3 separate regions of the Mus musculus genome follow, and regions 2 and 3 are each linked to region 1. The links are chromatin contacts, called in public Hi-C and Micro-C maps. All regions are on one chromosome and are shown on one strand. The core of a region is the stretch at or near the end of the contact, and the rest is flanking DNA. Distances in the headings are between cores, read along the strand shown.

Region 1 (4,510 bases), core at 832-3,331:
CCTGAAGAGTTTAGTAGGCACAAGAGAAGTTGCTGACTGAGACTACATCCAAGTTCAGCATTTAACCATCAGTCCACACAGAATAGGTTAAGTACATTTAGGGTTCACCGCGGGCTCATCAGGCAGGCCTGCCGCTATGGAAATGGTTATAATCCAGGGACCAAGTACTGCAGCACTGCATTCTAAGGCTGATTTCCCAGTGCTGTGCTCAGTGCCACACCCAGGAAGTTCATGTCTCCGGCAGTGGGGTCTCTGGGAGCTCATGCAAATACCGTCTCTTGTTCACCCACTCAGAAACCAGCTTTTGCCACATAAGGTGCCCCACCCAAATGTAGCTCAGAAAAGGAAAGAGGAGTCTCCAACAGCTTCCTGGCTGTCCCTCTCCTTCTCTTGGAGAGCCAAGTACACTTTAGCTGAGGCAGGCCGAATACTGGGAGGACGGCAAGGCACAGTCGGGGAACTCTCAGAAGCAACTAATGGGGAACTTGCCAAGAGATTGCTGGCAGGAGGAATGTCAGACCTGTGCTAAGAGGGGCTCCGGCTCTGAGGGGGCTCTGGCTCTGAGGGGCTCTGGTTCTGAGGAGCTCTGGTTCTGAGGGGGCTCTGGCTCTGAGGGGCTCTGAGGGGGCTCCGACTCTGAGGGGCTCCGGCTCTGAGGGGGCTCCGGCTCTGAGGGGGCTCCGGCTCTGAGGGGACTCCGGCTCTGAGGAGGCTCCGGCTCTGAGAGGGCTCTGGCTCTGAGGGGCTCTGGCTCTGAGGAGCTCTGGTTCTGAGGGGGCTCTGGCTCTGAGGGGCTCTGAGGGGGCTCCGACTCTGAGGGGCTCCGGCTCTGAGGGGGCTCCGGCTCTGAGAGGGCTTCGACTCTGAGGGGGCTCTGGCTCTGAGGGGCTCTGGCTCTGAGGGGGCTCTGGCTCTGGGGGGCTCCGATTCTGAAGGGGCTCTGACTCTGAGGGGGCCGTTCCAGGACCAGTCCAGGACATGTCGCAGCTGGACTCAGTGCTTTCCTCTGCAATTATGGTACCTTCCAAGTTATCCAAGGGCTAGGTATGGCAGTGGTAGATGTCTGTAGTCCCGAGTACTGGGAAGTCTGAGGCAGGAGAATCAATCACTTGAGCCCAGAAATTCAAATCTAGCCTGGACAACATTGTGAGGTTATAATTCAAAAGCAAAAAAACAAAACAAAAACCAAGAACCAAAAACACAGCCAAATTCCAAATCCTTTGGATATTTCTCTTATTTAACAAAAGAAATAGCTTTCCTTCAGGGAAGAGTGACCTCGAACCTTGAGGTCATTTACTTTGATTTTATTTGAAAAGCTTCAAGGGGAAAATGTTGATGTTGGCCACCAATACTTTTTTTGAAAAAAAAAAATTCAATATAATTATCAGGGTGGACCCAAGGAAATGACTTTGTTAAAAAAGTTTAACATGGCAACCAGAACAGGCCAGGCTTCCTTTCAAAAAGAAAGGGGGACTCTCTGGGTGCCTCATGATGCACGAGCTCTTTCTGCACTCCCCATTTGACTGGTACAGGAATGGCCCCCCTCAGAGTCAGTGCCCTCGAGGGGTTCACTTTCCCATCTTAGCACAGGTCTGACACTTCTCCTGCCAGCAAGCTCTTTGCAAATTCTCCATTAGTTGCTTCTGAGAGTTCCCTGACTCATAATCAGGGGTTCACGGTTTTTTTTTAATGGAAACTTCATGGTCTTATGTCCAAAACAATCCTGTGGTTAATGACAGTTTTAGGCAGGAGGACTAAGAAAATTCTGAGGTGGCTCTTGAGTGCTCTCAGCGTTTTGTGAGAGAAGGGCCTGGCGGATGCCCCACACTTTCTTGACACATTACCACAGCTGGTCTGGAAACCAGCAGCCAGAGGCTCAGCTCTTTCTTGTCAGCTTTGAGAAATAGCTTCTCACTTGAGAACACTTGAAACATTGAACACTCTCAGCAGAGAGTTCCCATCATGCCTCAGACTTCGGTGAGTTGTGTGTGGGGGGTGAGGGGGTGGGGGTGGGAGCAGGTGATTCCTGATTACTTCCCGGCATCCCAGAAACATTAGCATGCAGGGTACAGCGCAAGCCTGCAAAGGTCCAGATGACTCAGGGGCTAGCCACGAGGCCTTGGCTGCGGCAGGGCACTGGGCTTTTGGCTCTGGATGGCGCAGGCAAAATCCTTTAACTCAAACACTGCTTCAAGTTAGAAGCTGTTTTGATCTAAGAAGTCGTCATCTGTGGTAAATGGAATAATGTAATCAGGACTTAGCATGAAAAGCAAATGTATTCTGTCCAAAGTCATTACCTTGAAGGATATAGGCCGCTAACAAGGCGGCATCCGATGTTTTACAGAGAAGACGGCCGTGGTAGAGATCCCTTTTGATCTGAAGGAAGACTAAGTACCTGCGGAGACAACAGAGAACGAACTAGAAAGGATTGCTTTCGTTGCTTTAAAGACACAAATATGTAGTATAAGCCTATCAAAATCCTTGTCGGGAAATTTTTCCTACATTAAATTTTTTTTCATACCACAAAACAAATACATTTTCCATTTCCTCCCAGGCTCTCGGATACTTTGCTCTGCACTGTTAATTGTTTAAGGTTCAGATCAAAAACTTACTTGTATGGCTCAACATAGACATATCACTTCCTGGAATAAACATTCCCCAAGCCCCCATTCCACACTGCCTCCACAGTGCTGGGATCTGGAGGGAGCCAGCCCCTGGTGGTCTGTTACAACCAGAAAAAAACTGTGCTGTCAGAGATGGGGAAATGGGCCTGTCTCGGCCTCTAGAGTGGAATACTGGGTGAAGGAAGAGATCAGGCGGGGTTTTCGGTAGATGTCCCCCTGCAGATTATTGACAGAGGTCAATCAGATCTCTCCAAATGCAAATAAAAAGTGAGATGTGAGGGGCTGCTGAGATGGCTTGGCGGTTAAGAACATCTACGGCTTATGACACTTGGTTCCCAGCAACCCTGTTGGGTAGCTTTCAACCTGTTGATAACTCCAGTTCCAGAGTATCTGACATCGTGGCGCCCTTATCTAGACACACACACACACACACACACACACACACACACACACACACACACACACACACACACACACTTTAAGATAAAGCAATTAGGGCTGGCGAGATGGCTCAGTGGTTAAGAGCACTGACTGCTCTTCCGAAGGTCCCGAGTTCAAATCCCAGCAACCACATGGTGGCTCACAACCATCTGTAACGAAATCTGATGCCCTCTTCTGGAGTGTGTGAAGACAGCTACTGTGTACTTACATATAATCAATAAATAAATCTTTAAAAAAAAGATAAAGCAATTAATTAAAACTGTGAGGAGTGGTACACATGTAAGGGCATAAAAGCAGGAGCTGTGGCTAACATCTCCTTAAGCACGGAATGTACACGTGAGGTAGAGGCAGGGTATCAGGAAGAGGAGCCTGTCCCTACCCCAGTTCCTCTCTGGAAGGGCAGATGCTGCATGACTCACATCTAATGTCTCATTTACTTCTTTGTTTTGTTTTGTTTTTAAGATTTATTTATTTTATATATCCAAGTATACTGTAGCTGTCTTCAGACACACCAGAAGAAGGTGTCAGATCTCATTACAGATGGTTATGAGCCACCATGTGGTTGCTGGGAATTGAACTCAGGACCTCTGGAAGAGCAGTCCATTCTCTTAACCATTAAGCCAGCCCCTCATTTAATTCTTACCCAGCACTTTGAAAAGGATGCTATTACAACCTCCACTTTGTCCAGATAAAGCTGAGGCTTTAATGGTTTTCTCACAGACACACAACTAAATGGCAAAGGCCAGATCCAAATCCATGACGTCGGGACTCCTGACCCTGGCTCTTTAATACTGCATCATACTGCCCTCTGAGACTGTAACTGCTCTGTAGATTCTCAAATGGTTGGGCAGCCCCTGGCCCACTGGGATGGTTTGGAAGTGTCTTTACCAAGAGCGTGCTGACCCGATGACCACATTCTCACAAGTCTCCCAACAAGAGCAGACACAAGGCTACAAGGTACAGTCCTTGAGTGGGTCCCCGTGGCCAGGAGAACCCCGTGGAAGATTAAAAATAAAACCTTGGGTCTTTTACACACCTGTTTCATGAAATAGTGCTTAATTCTCACCTATTGAGTAAGTGAGGGCCTTAGTGACTTGCTGTTAGTGACAGAACAAAATGGAAGTGATTGACTCGTCATGGAGTCAACACAGCTGCTTTGTTCTTTCTCTTGAGAATGCTTACGCTGCCCTACAGAAAGGCCCTTGGTGAAGAGCAGATGCTTTCGGCCAACAGTCACCTGGAGGCCTTCAGATGAGTAAAGTCCCAGCCACTTCATGACTGATCCTGAACCAGAAGCTACCAGCTAAATCACCCCTGGACTCTCAACCCATACAAGTTCTGAAATGGCCAGTTACCCTAAGCTATGGTTGATGGACTTTGTTAGACAGCCACATATGACCTTAGCACTCCTGGGAGGCAAGGATTAATGGAACTATGGTGCACCC
Region 2 (4,510 bases), core at 535-3,034, 340 kb after region 1:
TTTTATGTGTATGGGTGTTTTGTCTGCATGTATGTCTTTGTACTACCTATGTGCCTGGTGTTTGTGGAAACCAGAAGAGGGTGTCAGATTCATGGAATAGGAGTTATAGGCAGTTGTGAACCACCATGTTGGTACTAGGAATTGAACCCAGGTCCTCTGGAAAAGTGACCATTGTAAGGCTGAGCCATCTCTCCAATAATTTTGTATTTGTCGTTAAAATACACACACATGCACACAAAATACATACATTGTTTGTATGTGTGCATCTGTGTGTGAGTGTGGGCCCTGTGCCACAGTGCTTACATGGTCAGAGGACAGCTTCAGGACAGCCTCACTTTCACTGTGGCTCTTGCCTTTGCCTTGGTAAGGACAGGTGCTCATTGGTTGTTCTCTACAGTGTTCGCCAGGCCAGCTGTTCCTGTCTCTGCCTCCCATCTACCCATAGGAATATAGTCTAGGGTCTGGCAGTTACAGGAATCCTGGTTTTGAGCTTGGGCCTTCATATTTGAGCATACATTTACCCACTGAGCCATCTGCCCAGCTCACATATTTTTAATATCTATATTCCATTGTGCTTTTTACTCTTACTATTTAGATCATTTCATTTTTCTCCTTTTAATTGTCATGCTTTTTTCCAGATTATTTATTCCTTCTACTTTAAATTCAAGTGTAGATCAAAGAAGTTACTGAGTCAAATGCTCAATCAGCCTTGCAGCTCATGCATCCTTAGAGTAGCTCTCAGGGCCACTGCCCTGCGATCTGCCCGCATTCATTTTTAATCTCTTATAGGATATTTAGGATATAAGAGTTCCTTCGGGGTATATTAGTCGCTGTGGATGTGAAGCTCAGTGGTAGTACACTTCTAACATGTACAGGGTCCTGGGTTCAGAGCTAGCCTTGCTGATAGCCTTGGTTTTTAAAAATAGTATTTTATTGTTTGTGAGGCAAGATCTCACTATGTTGCCCAGGCTGACCTGAACAGGAGTTCAGTTCACTGGGCTCAAGAGATCCTCCTCTTTAGCCTAACCACTTATATTGTTTTATATGAGGAATTTTATTTTAATGATTTCCTGGTATGTAATCTGTATATTGGTTTTTTAAATAAATTACCCTGAATTTTTTTTTAAGTTTTTGTTTGTTTGTTTGTTTTTTTAGGTTTTTTTTTTTTAGTTTTTCGAGACAGGGTTTCTCTGTATAGCCCTGGCTGTCCTGAAACTCACTTTGTAGACCAGGCTGGCCTTGAACTCAGAAATCCGCCTGCCTCTGCCTCCCAAGTGCTGGGATCAAAGGCATACGTACGCCACCGCCACCGCCTGGCTAACCCTGAAATTTTTATAAATTGTTTGTATATACTTAGATCTTTTAGAAAAGTTCAGATATTAGTCTTTAATAAATGACTTTTAAAATGTTTATCCTACTCTAGTGTCTTTCCTGGTAGAGGGCTTTATTTATTTATTTTTGTATTTTCTTTAAATTTTTAAATTTATGTGTATTTTGGGAATGAAGCATGTGCAGGTCCCCACAGAAGATAAGAAGTGGACTCTGGGTTCCCTGAAACTAGAGTTACAGACAGTTGTGAGCCCACGTGGGTGCTGGGAGTTGAAGTCTCATCCCCTGGAAGAACCCGGAACCCATTAAATTGTCATTTCTCTGTTCTCTTCTTAGAGCCCTGGCAACCATCAGTCTGCTCTTCCAGTTGTTTCATAAAATATGTGGCCTTAGACCAAATGTGGTTGTACACTCCGATGAGCTCAGCATCTGAGGGTAAAGGCAGGAGGGTGCAAGGTTCAAGCTGCCCTGTAGTTCCAGGCGTCTTAAAGGCTTTAGCTCTGAGAGTGGTATAGAGTGTATTACTGGTTTGGTTTTTTTGTTTGTTTGTTTTTTGTGTATTACTGTTTTATTCCTTTATAATCAGTGTATGGATGCATTTGTTTATTCAACTATTGGTGGGCACTTGACTTCTCCTTTTTGAGTATTTTAAGGAGTACTGCCATGAAGATTCATGCACAGATTTCTTGCTAACACCTGTCTAAAGCTTTTTGAATATGTACCTAGATGTGGAATTGCTGAGTCACATAATAATTCTATGTTTAGCTTTTTGAGGAACTGCCAGGCTGTTTTCCATAACAGCTGCACCATTTTATTAATACATTCCTTCCCAAAATATGGAAGAGTTCCAAGGCAGGGGATATGACTCAGTTGGTAGAATGCTTGCCTAGCATGCAGGAATCCCTGTCCTGTCTTTGAGTACCAGCACTACATAAAAACAGACATATTTGTAATCTCAGCTTCCATAGTGAGTTTGAGGCCAGCCTCGGCTACATTGAGTTCCTGTCTTGTTTTGTTTTGTTTTGTTTGTTTGTTTGTTTGTTTGTTTTTTAATGTTGCAGCTTCTCCGCCCTGCCTGCAATGCTTACTTTTTTCCATCCACTGGCTTTATCCCTTTGTGCTGCCAACCTACTGGATGTAATGGGGTATTTCATTTCTCATTCTCTGTGTTTTTCAGTCCTGGGGGTCAGACCCAGGCCTTGCACTGGCATCCTAGGCTTCTTCAGTCCTTTTGGTTTTGATTTGTGTCTCTAAAGACTAAGCTCCTTTTGGTGTTCTATTTGGATATACTCTGGGAGAAATGTCCATTTAAAAAGTCCTTAGCCCAGTTTTAAAATTGGATTTGTTGTTGTAAGAGTTTTTATATTGGGGATACTATATCTATTATTTTTCTGTGTTTATTGGATGCAAGAGCCACTGTGTATGTGTGTGTCTCTGTGTCTGTGTGTTTTGAGACAGGGTTTCTTTATATAGTCCTCACTGTCCTGCTGGAACTTATTCTGCAGATCAGGCTGGCCTTGAACTCAGAGATTCACTTTTGTCTGCCTTCTGAGTGCTGGGATTAAAGGCATGGGCTACCACCATATAGCATTTTTCTGATTTCTATGGGCTGCTTTCTTACTATCCCTCCAGTTTCAAACCCTAGCATCACAAAAGGGGGTGGGGGGAGAGACTCCATTGAATGTTCTTAGCATTCTTACCAAAAATCAATTGACCGCTAATGTATAGGTTTAATTCTGGATTATGAATTATGTTCTGTAGTATGCATGTCTGTCCTTAATGTCAAGATCAGACTGTTATGATTATCATAATCCATCAAAGTAGTTTAGAGACTGTGACTTGAGAATCATTCAGCAGTGTTTTTGTTCCTTAGAACAAAAACAAAAAAACAAAATAAAACAAACCTCCCAAACAAACAGTAACAGCAACAAAATGAAGAAGTGTACTTCTCCAAACAAAAGCATAAAATCCTTTTGCTGTTATTTCAGCTATTCACAATCCATTGCAGTTCTGTGAGGTTGTTTTTAAAGGATCTGTTCTGCTCTAAAGGCAGTTGGTTATCTCAGTGTGTGTGTGTGTGTGTGTGTGTGTGTGTGTGTGTGTGTGTGTGTGTGTGTGTGTGTGTTAGGGAGTATATGTATATACATGTTTGTTTGTGCACACGTGTGTAGAGGTCAGAGATTAATGTCTTCTGTAATTGTTCTCCCTTATTTTCTGAGACCAGGTCTCTCACTGAACCTGGAGCACTCCTGTGGCACAACTGGATGACCAGTTAACTCACCCCAGGCCCTATCCCCACTCCTCGGCATGGTCTAGGAATGTGTCTCCTTGCCCAGTTTTTCTGTTTCTTTTTAATTTGAGTTCTAGGGATCACTTTGGGTTCTTGTGGTTATGCAACAAGCATCTTTCCTGGTGAACTGTATTCCTAGCCCCAGCAGTGAATTGCATTGACTGTTGACCCTATCTGAGAATATTGCCATCTTCACAGTAATCATGCCTTTTCATTTATTTACATCATCTTTAATTTCTTTCAGCAGTGTTTGTATACAAATTTTGTGCTACCTCTGTTTAAATTATCCCTATCTTATTCTGCATATGTTAGTATTAATTTTCATATTCTTCAGTGCTTGCACTTAGAACCAGTGCGGTTTTATGTGTCTATTTTGTCTCTTGCTGCTTTGCTGAATTTGATACAAAAGGTTTTTATGTTTTTGTTTGGAGAAATTCACTTCTTCATTTTGTTGTTATTGTTTGTTTGGGAGGTTTGTTTTGTTTTTCAGTTTTGTCTTCTAGTTTTTTTATTTCTTAAAGATTCATTTACTTTATGTGTGTATATGTGAATGTATGTATATGTACCATATAAATGTAGCTGTCCATGGACTGCAGAAGAGGGTGTTAGAGCCCCTGAAACTGGAGTTACAGGCATTTGTAAGTTGCCTGCTTAGATGCTGGATACAGAACCTCTCAAGTAGATAGATTGCAGAACAGGTCCTCTCCAAGAGTATCAAGTGCTCTTAACCACTGAGACATTTCAGCTCCTCATTGTTGATGTTGGAGATGTTGTTGCTGTGTAGCTTTAACTTGACTACAAAGCAGTCCCTAAGCCTCCTGCACATTAGAATCAGAAGCATCAGCCACAATATGCAACACTTGAACACATTTTTACATTTTTTTAATCTAG
Region 3 (4,510 bases), core at 1,228-3,727, 260 kb after region 1:
TACGTTTCGACCCGGAGCTCCGCCATTAAAAAAACCTTGTGTTGTTACATCAAGGTGTTGTGTTCTATTCGTGATTCTTGGGTGCACGCCGAATCGGGAGCTGAGTGGGGGTTTCCCCACTAGGTTCTTTCAACACCCCCTAATACCAGATTAGACTTAAAGATAACCTGATCATCTAGATCAATGCTGATCTCTATTTCACTATTATCCCATAAAGGAGCCTGTTTAGACTTTGGTCCTTCCTCTCCCCACCCCAAGAGTTGAATGCAGATGTGTATCTGGTTATGTAGGGTACAAATAACTGTGTTTTACACATATATAAAGATATGGCTTTCACCCTCTCTGGAGCAATTTTTCCCCACGGGAGTTCTAGCAAGCCCACTTACAATGAATGTCTGCTTGAACTGCACTGACAACCCCCACATCAGCAGTTTAGAACACAGAAGTTTACATTTCACCTGCACAGCATCTGCACTGATCAGCAGAGTTATTCTGAGTCATCTTCTAGACAGCTGGGTCATTACCTAGACGGAAAGAACAGAGGGGAGGGAGTGGGGGCCAGGGAAATGGCAGGGGCAAGCTTGGACTGGATAGCCAAACACTGACTCAAAAAACAAACAACCCACAAGAGAGGACCCTTCCTCTCCAGCTTCTGCCTCAAGGCCCTCCAGAGGTGCCACCTACCTTTCAAGGAACAAAACAAGTCACATGATACAAGCAGAGCTTAATAAGATGGGTATCAGTTTCTAGACCAGTGATTTTCAACCTTTCTAATACTCTGGCCTTTTACTACAGTTCTGTGGTTCTGCCCTGGGCTTCCTCCCTCAGGGTGTCCAGGCGCTGCTGCTGCACAATGGGAAGGAAAGGATGAAGCCGAGCGGGGGTGGGGGTAGGGGGGTGGATGAATGAATGGGCAGGATCTTGGTCCACCTGTGCAGAATGGCGAGCATTCTCTGAGGATTTCAGTGTTACAACTCTCTCAGACAACATTCATGTGCATGTATTTTACTTGGGGTGAACAAGGACTATATGAACCTTGGAGAGTGGGAAGGGATTTTTGGTGAACATACACTGACTGAGGCTTAAGGTACTGGGAATGCCTTATTTGCATGGAGAGGCACCCCAGGTGCTTGCCAGGCAGGTTCTTATTGGGAGAAAGGGAGTTGAACCTGCAATTTTGCCAAGGACTACTTGGCACTCCTCAAGTAGAAGATGTGGGGGTTGGGCTCCCCAGATAAGGTCAGATGGAGAAGAGGGAGCCCTACTAGAAAAAGAAGACCCCTGGGCTGGAGAGATGGCTCAGTGGTTAAGAGCACTGACTGCTCTTCCAGAGGTCCTGAGTTCAGTTCCCAGCAGCCACATGTGGCTCATAACCATCTGTAATGGGATCTGATGCCCTCTTCTGGTGTGTCTGAAGAGAGCTACAGTGTAGTCATATAAAATAAATAACTAAATCTTAAAACAAAAAAGAAGTCCTCCATTTTGCACCTAGCCCAGGGAACTGCACAGTCATGGTCCACTATGACCTTAGTAGTAACAGGGTTTTCCAAAATAGTTCCTCGTGGTGTGGTGGCCCCCCAACCCTAAAATTATTTTCATTGCTATTCATAACTGTAATCTTTCTACTGTTATGAATCATAACATAAATATCTGTTTTTTCCTACGGTCTTAGGCAACCCCTGTGAAGGGTCATTTCACCTCCGAAAGGGTTGTGACCCACAGGTTGAGAGCAACTGTTCTAGTCATTAGTGAACAGTCTAAAGAATCGGCAATCTTCTCACGTGTGTGCACTGTGATTTTAAGAGACATAATATCAGTGGCTAAGAGCAGTATTGCTCTGCAGAGGTCCTGAGTTCATATTCTGATACCTATATCAGCTGATTCACAACTTCCTCCTACTGAGGCTCCAACTGGCTTCTGAGAAAACCTGCACTCATGTGCATGAGTGTACACTTATACAGACGTGTTGTGTGTGTGCAGGTGACTTTGGAAGCTAGAAGACAGAGTTGGGTCCTCTGAAGCTGGAATTTTCTGATGTGTGTGCTGGGAACCAAACTCCAGTTTGTTGCAAGAGAAGCATACACTCTTAACCACTAAGCCATCTATCTCTCCAGCCCAGAATTTTTGTTTTGTTTAAAGAAATAAGTCAGGAAAGGAACTTTAAGACATAGAATAAATTTAAAGAAAAATAAGTATTTTAGCATAAATTGATATGACTCAAAATATTCAATATGATTTTTTTAGATTCTTGTGTTAATTTATTACAAAAACTGTGTTGAGGAACTAGGAAGATGACTTAGACACACCACACACACACACACACACACACACACATATATGCATGGACATGGACATATGTGGGAGATCCAATCATGGTCTCACAGCTCCTCCAGGAAAGGACAATATGGAAAGGGAAGGCCTTTGCTGCCTGCCCTGCATCTACCACACCAGTGGTAGAACACGTGCTGAGCATGCACCAGGTCAGGTCCAGGACCACAATCAATCAAACAAGATCCTATAGGAAGAAAGGGAGGAGGGGGGAAGGAAATGAAAGGAAGAGGGGAAAAAGAAAAGGAAAAAGGAGGAGAGAGAAAGCAGACATTCTTTAGCAGGGGACCAGTTTGTTGTGACTATGTGACAGACGGATACACATTTTCACAAAGCCAGGCCTCAGGTCTTTCAGGACTTCCAGGGAGACAGGTGATGGATGGGTCTCAGGGTTGCTCATCCCACTGCTTCCATGACTCTGTCCTTGACCTGTTTCCTAAAGTCTCTCTCCATAGACACAGCTCTGCGGTCCTGTTTCCCTTCATGAGTTAGGCGTCTGGCTTTGGCCTGGCATTTCAATACCAGGAACTGATTGTGACGCCAGGATGACAGCTTAAATCTTCATCTGTGACCCCAACAATCAAGGACAGCGAGGGCCTTGGGGAGAGGTTGCCGAGGAATGAGCAATGCTGCCATCTTGTGGAAGACAGGAGTTAAGTTCTTTGAGGAGGTCATGGCTAACAATGACTAACAAAAAATGGCTAAAAAAAAAAAAAAAAAAAGAACTTCAAGGAGTAAGGATTGCAGTAGGGCCCTGAAATTTACTTATCATGTAACTTGTGTGGTTTGACTTTCTGTAACTTTTAAGAGTGGATCTCATTTTAAATAAGTTTATTCCACTAATAAATTAAATCTGAAAGAGAACACCCCCCACACACTCAAGGTATTTAAGACATCTGATTATATTAACATTTGTCATGGCTCTCTACCAGGAACTAGCTGAATAATTTTCATAATTCAAATTTGTTTTCTTGTAGGTAAAATGTGGGCTATGATGATACTTAAATGGTAATTCTTCCTCTATTATCTTTCTATTGAATTTACCAAACCTTTATCGGCTATAGGAACTCTCATTCATCTCTTATATAGATAACCACACAACAGAAAGTAAATGGGGAGCTTTAGTCAGTGAAGTGAGGCAGGGTTGCAGAGCATAGTGGTGTCCTCCGGACACAACAGGACAGATGCAGTCATGAACTCACAGTGGCTGTTCTTGCCTGCACAAAAGTTGGGGAAATGGATTAGTGATTAAGGGCCCTTATTACTTTCCCAGAAGCCCATGTCGATTCTCAGCACATGGTGGCTCTCAGATATAAGTCCAGTTCCAGGAGATGAATAGCCTCTCTGACATCTGTGGTGGCATCAGGCACACACATGGTCCAGACAACAGGCAACAAACACATAAAATTAAAAACTAAATAAACCCAATTTTCAAAAATGTTAAAGATCTACACTGTAGCAATATCCAATTAAATCTACTCAAATTGATCCTGGAGGGCTTTTCTTGCTAACCACTCCAATGTTCTGGGTTCCAGAATGAAAGACACATATACAGAGCCTATATACATATACATATATATTTTTGTTTTGGTTTGGTTTTTTGTTTTTGTTTTGTTTTTGTTTTTGTTTTTTTGAGACAGGGTTTCTCTGTGTAGCCCCTGGCTGTCCTGGATCTCACTCTGTAGACCAGGCTGGTCTTGAAGTCAGAAATCCGCCTGCCTCTGCCTCCCAAGTGCTGGGATTAAAGGTGTGCGCCACCACCGCCGGGCTTATATTTTTATATGCCTTAAACAGCTCAATGACTGGGCTACTTCCTAACCTCCATGTGCCTAATCCACCACCCCCCATATTCTCAAGTTATTACTTGCTGCAGGATTTTCCCTGTCCAATTACATTAGTGCAGAATGGGGTCTGTGATTGGACAGGGAAAAGGGAGGCGGGGCTAAGAGTTGGGGAGAGAGAGAGAGAGAGAGAGAGAGAGAGAGAGAGAGAGAGAGAGAGAGAGAGAGAGAGAGAGAGAGAGAGAGAGAGAAAAGAAGAAGGAGGAGGAGGAGGAGGAGAGGAGGGGGAGAGGGAAGAGAGAGAGAGAAAGAAGAGGAGGAGGAGGGGGGAAGAGGGGAGAGAGAGAGAGAGAGAGAGCATCTCAGGATAGAAGGTGGAGGAGGAGGAGGAAGATGATGGC

The links. Hi-C and Micro-C count contacts between places; a contact is called where the count stands out from the background.
Region 2: a Micro-C map of muscle stem cells shows a contact between it and region 1, with 5 times the contacts expected there. The contact joins two enhancer-like sites. A contact is called at or near these places in 1 of 15 datasets of contacts at CTCF or cohesin (the NIH/3T3 cell line), 20 of 484 Hi-C or Micro-C datasets (the HPC-7 cell line, cerebellar granule neurons, cerebellum and 12 more), 2 of 115 datasets of contacts at active chromatin or transcription factors (astrocytes and embryonic stem cells) and 1 of 9 other capture datasets (embryonic stem cells).
Region 3: a Hi-C map of the STO cell line shows a contact between it and region 1, with 5 times the contacts expected there. The contact joins two enhancer-like sites. A contact is called at or near these places in 7 of 39 promoter capture datasets (the 3T3-L1 cell line, the HPC-7 cell line, HPC-7-derived erythroid cells and 2 more), 9 of 15 datasets of contacts at CTCF or cohesin (the G1E-ER4 cell line, the NIH/3T3 cell line, embryonic stem cells and 4 more), 244 of 484 Hi-C or Micro-C datasets (the 3T3-L1 cell line, 3T3-L1-derived adipocytes, the AML12 cell line and 124 more), 31 of 115 datasets of contacts at active chromatin or transcription factors (the NIH/3T3 cell line, PVALB interneurons, SST interneurons and 18 more) and 5 of 9 other capture datasets (adipose tissue, embryonic stem cells, embryonic tail and 2 more).

Annotation. Positions count from the first base shown.
Region 1 is chr2:121,574,025-121,578,534 of GRCm38.p6, forward strand. It overlaps Frmd5 (FERM domain containing 5), which reads right to left. Exons shown (of 14, transcript NM_001360084.1): 5 at 2,298-2,395. Among named protein-coding and RNA genes, the nearest start is that of Wdr76, 70 kb to the left of the region's middle. Within about 2 kb of position 2,082, at least 28 of the 459 cell types and tissues checked have an H3K27ac peak or open chromatin away from gene starts, as enhancers often do. A contact at or near this core is called in the NIH/3T3 cell line, the STO cell line, granulosa cells and 2 more, where this site is marked.
Region 2 is chr2:121,914,652-121,919,161 of GRCm38.p6, forward strand. The region is part of intron 8 of Golm2 (golgi membrane protein 2); the gene reads left to right. Among named protein-coding and RNA genes, the nearest start is that of Gm39916, 27 kb to the right of the region's middle. Within about 2 kb of position 1,785, at least 20 of the 459 cell types and tissues checked have an H3K27ac peak or open chromatin away from gene starts, as enhancers often do. A contact at or near this core is called in the NIH/3T3 cell line and muscle stem cells, where this site is marked.
Region 3 is chr2:121,829,809-121,834,318 of GRCm38.p6, forward strand. No RefSeq gene overlaps it. Among named protein-coding and RNA genes, the nearest start is that of Frmd5, 25 kb to the left of the region's middle. Within about 2 kb of position 2,478, at least 16 of the 459 cell types and tissues checked have an H3K27ac peak or open chromatin away from gene starts, as enhancers often do. A contact at or near this core is called in the STO cell line, granulosa cells and stem cell-derived motor neurons, where this site is marked.